2 separate regions of the Mus musculus genome follow, and region 2 is linked to region 1. Evidence: chromatin contacts called from public promoter capture Hi-C data. All regions are on one chromosome and are shown on one strand. Each heading gives the region's core, a stretch centred on a gene start, on an enhancer-like site or on the middle of the called end of the contact. The rest is flanking DNA. Distances are from core to core; before and after follow the strand shown. Region 1 holds the start of Zfp101 (zinc finger protein 101). Region 2 holds the start of Rpp21 (ribonuclease P 21 subunit).

Region 1 (2,700 bases), core at 42-2,541:
AAAAGTAAAAGTAAAAATAAATGAAGCCGAAGAAATGAGTCAACAGGCAAAAGCAGTCGTCAAGCATGCGTTGTGACCTGTGTTTGATCCCTGAACCCAGGGAATGGACAGGAGAACCAACTCCAACCCCACAAGGGAGTCCTTTGACCTGCACAGTATATACTATGGCACGGGAGCCCAAAGATTGGCTCACCACACATGAACAACACTAATAAAATTTGAAATGTTTTGTGCACTCAAACCAACTCTCAAAAAAATACCTCATCCAGAAGATAGAAGACACGTATGTTTTTCTCCCAGATGGCCCCTGTCCACACTTTCCCTAGTCGCAAATTACACTGTCTAGAAAAACGATTTACATAAGGGCAAAGGAAACAACCGAAGATGTTAATATTTTTCTAGAGGACTGTAATCTTGGTAAATACTAATTAAGGAGCCCACCTTGTAGGGCATGATGGTGCTCGCATCTAAACTGCAGTTCTCAGGAAGCAGAAGCAGGCAGATCTCTTGAGTTCAAGGTAGGCCTGGTCTACGTAATGAGTTCCAAGAAAGGAAAGAAGACAAACAAACACACATTACAGGCAGAGGCAGGAGAATCTCTGAGTTCGAAGCCAGCCTGGTCTACCAAGTGAGTTCCAGGGTAGCCAGGGCTACTGAGAAACCCTGTCTGAAAAACAAAGAAATCAACCAATCAAAAACTCACCAGCACCACTGCCACCAAAAGCACATTACATATTCCTTCTCTTTGGAGAAGCAGCCTAGAGCAAAACTAATACAAAATCAAGGAGACCTCAGAAAACAATAAAGCAGGCCAAACGCAAGTGCAAGGTCAGACCAGCAGTAACGCTCAACACCCACGTCCTTTCACTACACTGACCAGACCGCATCACCAACCCGTGAGCGCTGCAAAGTCTGCAGGGTGCAGGACCACCGAGCTCATTCCCCATGATAGCCAAGGGACTGGGATAAAGCAGTTTTACAGCGACAGGGCAGGAGGAGCCTCCGACTCCTGGCTCCGCCGGTGCCAAGCTCCACCTCGAACTGCAGCACAGCGCCAGAGGAACGTCGGGTCGGCGGTGCCAAGCTGCGCCAGGCTACGTCAAAGCCGCGGCCCACGACTCCGGGAGCAACCGTGTACTCACCATTTCCAGCTTCGGACGCATGCGGGGGTCCTTCGGAAGAGCCTGCCGACAAAATAGGTGGCACTGACTGAAACCAGCTGTCACAACACCTCACAAAAGCTACACGGGATTCAAAAATGGAGCCAGGGGCAGAAACTTCAGAACATCCGTGTTCCTCATTTGACAGTTCCAGCAAGGAAGTAACAGCGGCTCTGATTGGCGAAAGATGCTGGACCCGCCTTCTTATTCGTGAGTAGCAGGATCAACAACCTCTCCCATACTTGACGCAAATGGGGAAAAAAAAAAAAAAAAAAAAGATAGAGCAACACCCAATCTTAACCCAGACGTTCCGTTTGGAGTAAATATGTGGGATCCTTGCATTTAAGCACGACGCCTTCTGGGATTTTAGTGCACGCACTCGCTTTGTCGTGTACTCAGTGGGCTTCTACTGTTTCACATAAAATAGCGCTACAGATTGGCTCTGGACATCCCAGACTCAGTGTAGGGAAAGGAAAACCCATGACCCCAAACAGAGAAGGTTACCCGGTCAGGAGAGGACAGTGCCAATAATGAGTGCCAACTTAAGAATCTGAGATGAGGCAAATGGACTTTTGCACCTATATTTTTTGAAAGTTAAGATTTAAAATGTTGATTGAGCCCCAGGTTTGAAAGAAACCTGTACAAATATGTTAAAGCTTTGTCTGAAGAAATAATATTTTAAAACACGTTTGATAAAGACATATGCTTTTGCAAATGTCTCTTCTTACAGGCTTTACTTGGACTACTTCTGGGTATTGAACATTATTACTATAAACCAAGCCAAGAGCAGAAAGCAACATATATGAATTAATAATGTAAATAGAAAAAAACTTGTAAGCAAAGAAGAGGCTTTCGCTCCGGTACTGGTTGGCCTTTTGTCGACTTGATGTTAGTGGGGGTCATCTGAGAGAAGGGAACTCAACTTAGAAATGCCTCCATTAGATTGGCTATAGGCAAGACTGTAGAATATTTTTGGATTAAAGAATGATGTGTGTGTGTGGGGGGGGGGGGGTTTCCAATCTACTGTATTAATGCATACTTAGGTAGATAGGCCTAGGCTGTATAAAAAGGGAGAGTGAACATGCAGTATTTCCCCATGACCTCTACTTCAGTTCCCACCTCCAAATTTCTTCTTGAGTCCTGTGATGATTATTTTTCTGGTTGTCAACTTGACTCTGTTAGTCATGAAATCAAATCTGGGAATGGAGGACATACCTGTGAGAACTTTTTGCTTGCTTTGGAGTCGGTGATTCTGCTTCAGGTCTGGACCTTTGAGGTAGGGAGTCCCAGGCCTTTGAACCAAACCTTGAATCAGCTCTAATCTAGGCTACAGGCTTTGCTAGAGCTGGACGAGGAAGCTTCTGCTCCTGCCTGCTTGCCCTAGCCTTGCTAGCATGTCCATTCCTTCACTGGCATCAGAACCTTACTTTTTAGGGATTCCAGCATAAGCTGAAGACCAGCTGAGACATTTAGCCTCGTGGTCTGAGAAACTACAGGATTCTTGGGCTTTCCATCCACAGCCAACCATTGTTGGATTAGC
Region 2 (3,015 bases), core at 230-2,729, 2.9 Mb after region 1:
TCTTTTTTAAAAATTCCTATTTTTATTTATACATTCATATTGTATATACACATATGTGTTACTGTTATATGCATGAGTACGTGTGTTTGTGTGTGTGTGTGTGTGTATGCACACAGGAACACTCATCTAGATATATATGTGGAGGACAGAAATCTAGTTTGGGTGTCTGTCTTCCTTTACCACATTCCACCATGTCTTTTTGGAACAGGGTCTCTCACTGAACCTGGGACTAGATGTTTTCAGCTAGACTGCCTGGCCAGAGAGTGCTCTGGAGGATCTGTACGTCTTCACCTGCTCCCCAAGGCTGGCTGGGCTTACAACCTGCTTGTACACAGGTGTTGGAGATCTGAAGTCAGGCCCTCACACTTAAGCTTATCGGGCACAGTAACCACGGAACCATCTCCCAAGCCCCTACAAAGCACACATTCTCTCGTGTGGGAATCCCAGCGTCTAGAGTGTTTGACTCTTGTTTATCATGTTATACCTACCTCCCTGCCACTGGTAGGACTCAGCACTCTACCCCTACCAACTGAAGCATTTAAAATTACGACTCCAGTAGCTGGGTGTGTTGTCTCATGCTTGTAATCCTAGCTAGGGATGTGGGGGCAGGAGACTGCAGGGAATTGGAGGCCAGTCTGGGCTACTGTGACACTTGTGCCAAAAAACAAAACAAAACAAAATCAAAACCAAAAGCAAAGAGACAGTATGTGTTTTTGTGTGAGACAGGGTTTCTTTATGCAGACCTGGCCAGTCCGGATTATGTAGATCAGGATAGGCTTAAACTCATGAAATCCACCTGCTTCTACCTCCCAAGTGCTGGGATAAAAGGCGTGAACCTCCACAACCCACTCAGCTAGTAAGTAGTGCTTAATGCACCCTAGGAATGAAATAATAACGAAATCGCTTTGTTTTTTTTGTTTTTGTTTTTTTTTTAAACTAAGGAGTGTCATGTAGTCCAAGATAGTTTTAGGGACTAAGTCAGCTGCAGAAAGTCTCCATCTCTAGGTGGAGCTGCTGAGCCCTGCCCTGTCCTCTAGTGTCCCCACCTCACAAATGTCTCTGGGGCAGCACTCACGTCTCTGGCGCTGCGTGCAGGTGAGGCCCGGAATGAGGAGAGAGGAGCAGCTGCGACAGAGCGTCCTCTTCACAGAGGGGTCCCTGGGTGAGGAAGAGAGGAGGTCGCTGTCTGCCTGCCTGCCAGCCCGCGCCCCGGGTCCTGCCCGCCACCCTGTGCCTTACTGCCGGAGGACCAGCCGCTTCGCGATGGTTTTCTCTGTGTGGCAGTAAAACCTAGCCAGCGCCTGGTTCTCGGGGTTCTGAGAGAGGACGCAGTGTGCAGCCTGGGAACAAGGACGGCCATCCAGGTTACTCTGCGGCCGCAACACCGGGCTGCCACCCACCCCGAGCGCGTCTCACCTGGTACAGGAAGCTGAGTCTCTGGAAGGCTTCCCGGTCCTTCACTGGGCCCGCCATGAGTGTCTGCCCCTCCTTGCGGATGTCCCGCCCCAGACGTGCGCAGTGCGCAACGTCTGCTGGGAACTGTAGTGCGGGAGGGGGGGGGGCCCTCAGCCCCGCACCAGCTTCTGTCAGAAACCAGAGGACCCCACAGGTCTTCTGTGTGCAGGCAGCCCTAGTTTGGTATCCCTCACGTATTAGGTAGACGTGGAACAGGTAAAGGATCTTAAAGTACATAAACATAACAGGACCGAAGTCCTGTCTTTTATGGTTGGAAAGAGGGTTGTTTGCGGTGGACATTGGGTTAGATTTTGTCTTACTCTTCTGAAGCCGAGGGTAGATGCTTGGGACTTCTATGAACGGATGTAACATAACAAAACAGTCAATGCCCAGAATAACTGGTGTTATATTCTGGCTATCTCACCACTGGAGAGGTTGAGGTAGGACTACCATAAATTACAGGATATGAATTATGGGCTACATTGCCAGACCCTGTCTCAAAAATAAAAAGCATTAGTGCCCATGGACCTGAAAGTGTGAAAGATCAGATCACAAGGGAGGAAATAAGTTAACAGGACAAAACATCCCTAAGCAAAGAGCTTCTTGCCTTTCTCCCACTTCTTATTAAAGGCACTTGCTGTTCCAAGGGCTAGTAGCTACATGAACAGCACAAATAACCAGACAACAGCATGGCCGGTCTCCTCGGCTATTTATTAGTATCTACTTCACCCTCCTTCCTCTGACCTTTTCTCATTTATTCAACCTGGCTTGGTGTTTACTTCTGATTCCCAGTTACTGGCTAAGGTCAGAAGCAGAGGGATCCAGGCCCCTGCAGGATCTGTGGGGAACCAGACTGCTGGCTCAGAGTTAGGCAATTCGTTGAAACTTACCCTGGGTGTTTTGTATGGGCCTTCAGAGACAAATGAGGGGAGTGTATTAAAATGTGGATTCCTAAGCTTACCCAAACCTCCATTAAGGACAGAAGGTGAGACTCAAGAACATACAGTTTCCACACCCATCCACTGACAAATTACCACGCAACTCAAGAGATCACATTAGTGGATCCTTTGTTCCATATTTTCACCAACCAATTATCTTGCCACAAAGAACCACAGTCAAGGCACAAAGGTAAGAGTAGAGTGGACAAAGTCCTGTTGAGGTGGTAGGAGGAACTGAATGCCCTCACTGCAGTTTCTTGTCTCAGTCTTGTGTGAAGATTACCCAGGCAGCAGATAATCCAGGTTGTTTGGTTTGGCATGCATCTGGTACCTTTTGTGACAAAATATGTACCCTATGGGTTGTTTATTTTGGCCTAAAATTAAAATAATTTACATTCTCTGAAAAGGGGAATGTCAAAGGGTGAAGGATAGAAATAGAAGCTTAGCTGTCTTCTGGCCCTTTGCTACACAAACCACCCTCTTCTACCCTGTTCTCATGGGTGAGAAAGACTCCATCACCTTCCCTTCTTTCCTTAGGTCTTTGAGCCAGGGGGCAAGGTGGACAAGTTGGGAATAACCACTTAGGAACATTCCTTAAGGCCAAGGCTTTAGCTACACCTTT

What was found. Promoter capture Hi-C pulls out the DNA fragments that hold promoters and counts their contacts.
Region 2: a promoter capture Hi-C map of liver shows a contact between it and region 1, with 2.9 times the contacts expected there. The contact joins the promoter of Rpp21 here to the promoter of Zfp101 in region 1. A contact is called at or near these places in 2 of 39 promoter capture datasets (hippocampal neurons and liver).

Annotation. Positions count from the first base shown.
Region 1 is chr17:33,393,346-33,396,045 of GRCm38.p6, forward strand. Zfp101 (zinc finger protein 101) reads right to left here and starts at 1,292. Exons shown (of 4, transcript NM_009542.2): 1 at 1,143-1,292. The coding sequence starts at 1,163.
Region 2 is chr17:36,256,367-36,259,381 of GRCm38.p6, forward strand. Rpp21 (ribonuclease P 21 subunit) reads right to left here and starts at 1,480. Exons shown (of 5, transcript NM_026308.2): 1 at 1,417-1,480; 2 at 1,240-1,340; 3 at 1,076-1,158. The coding sequence starts at 1,473. It overlaps Trim39 (tripartite motif-containing 39), which reads right to left. Exons shown (of 7, transcript NM_178281.1): 7 at 2,507-3,015.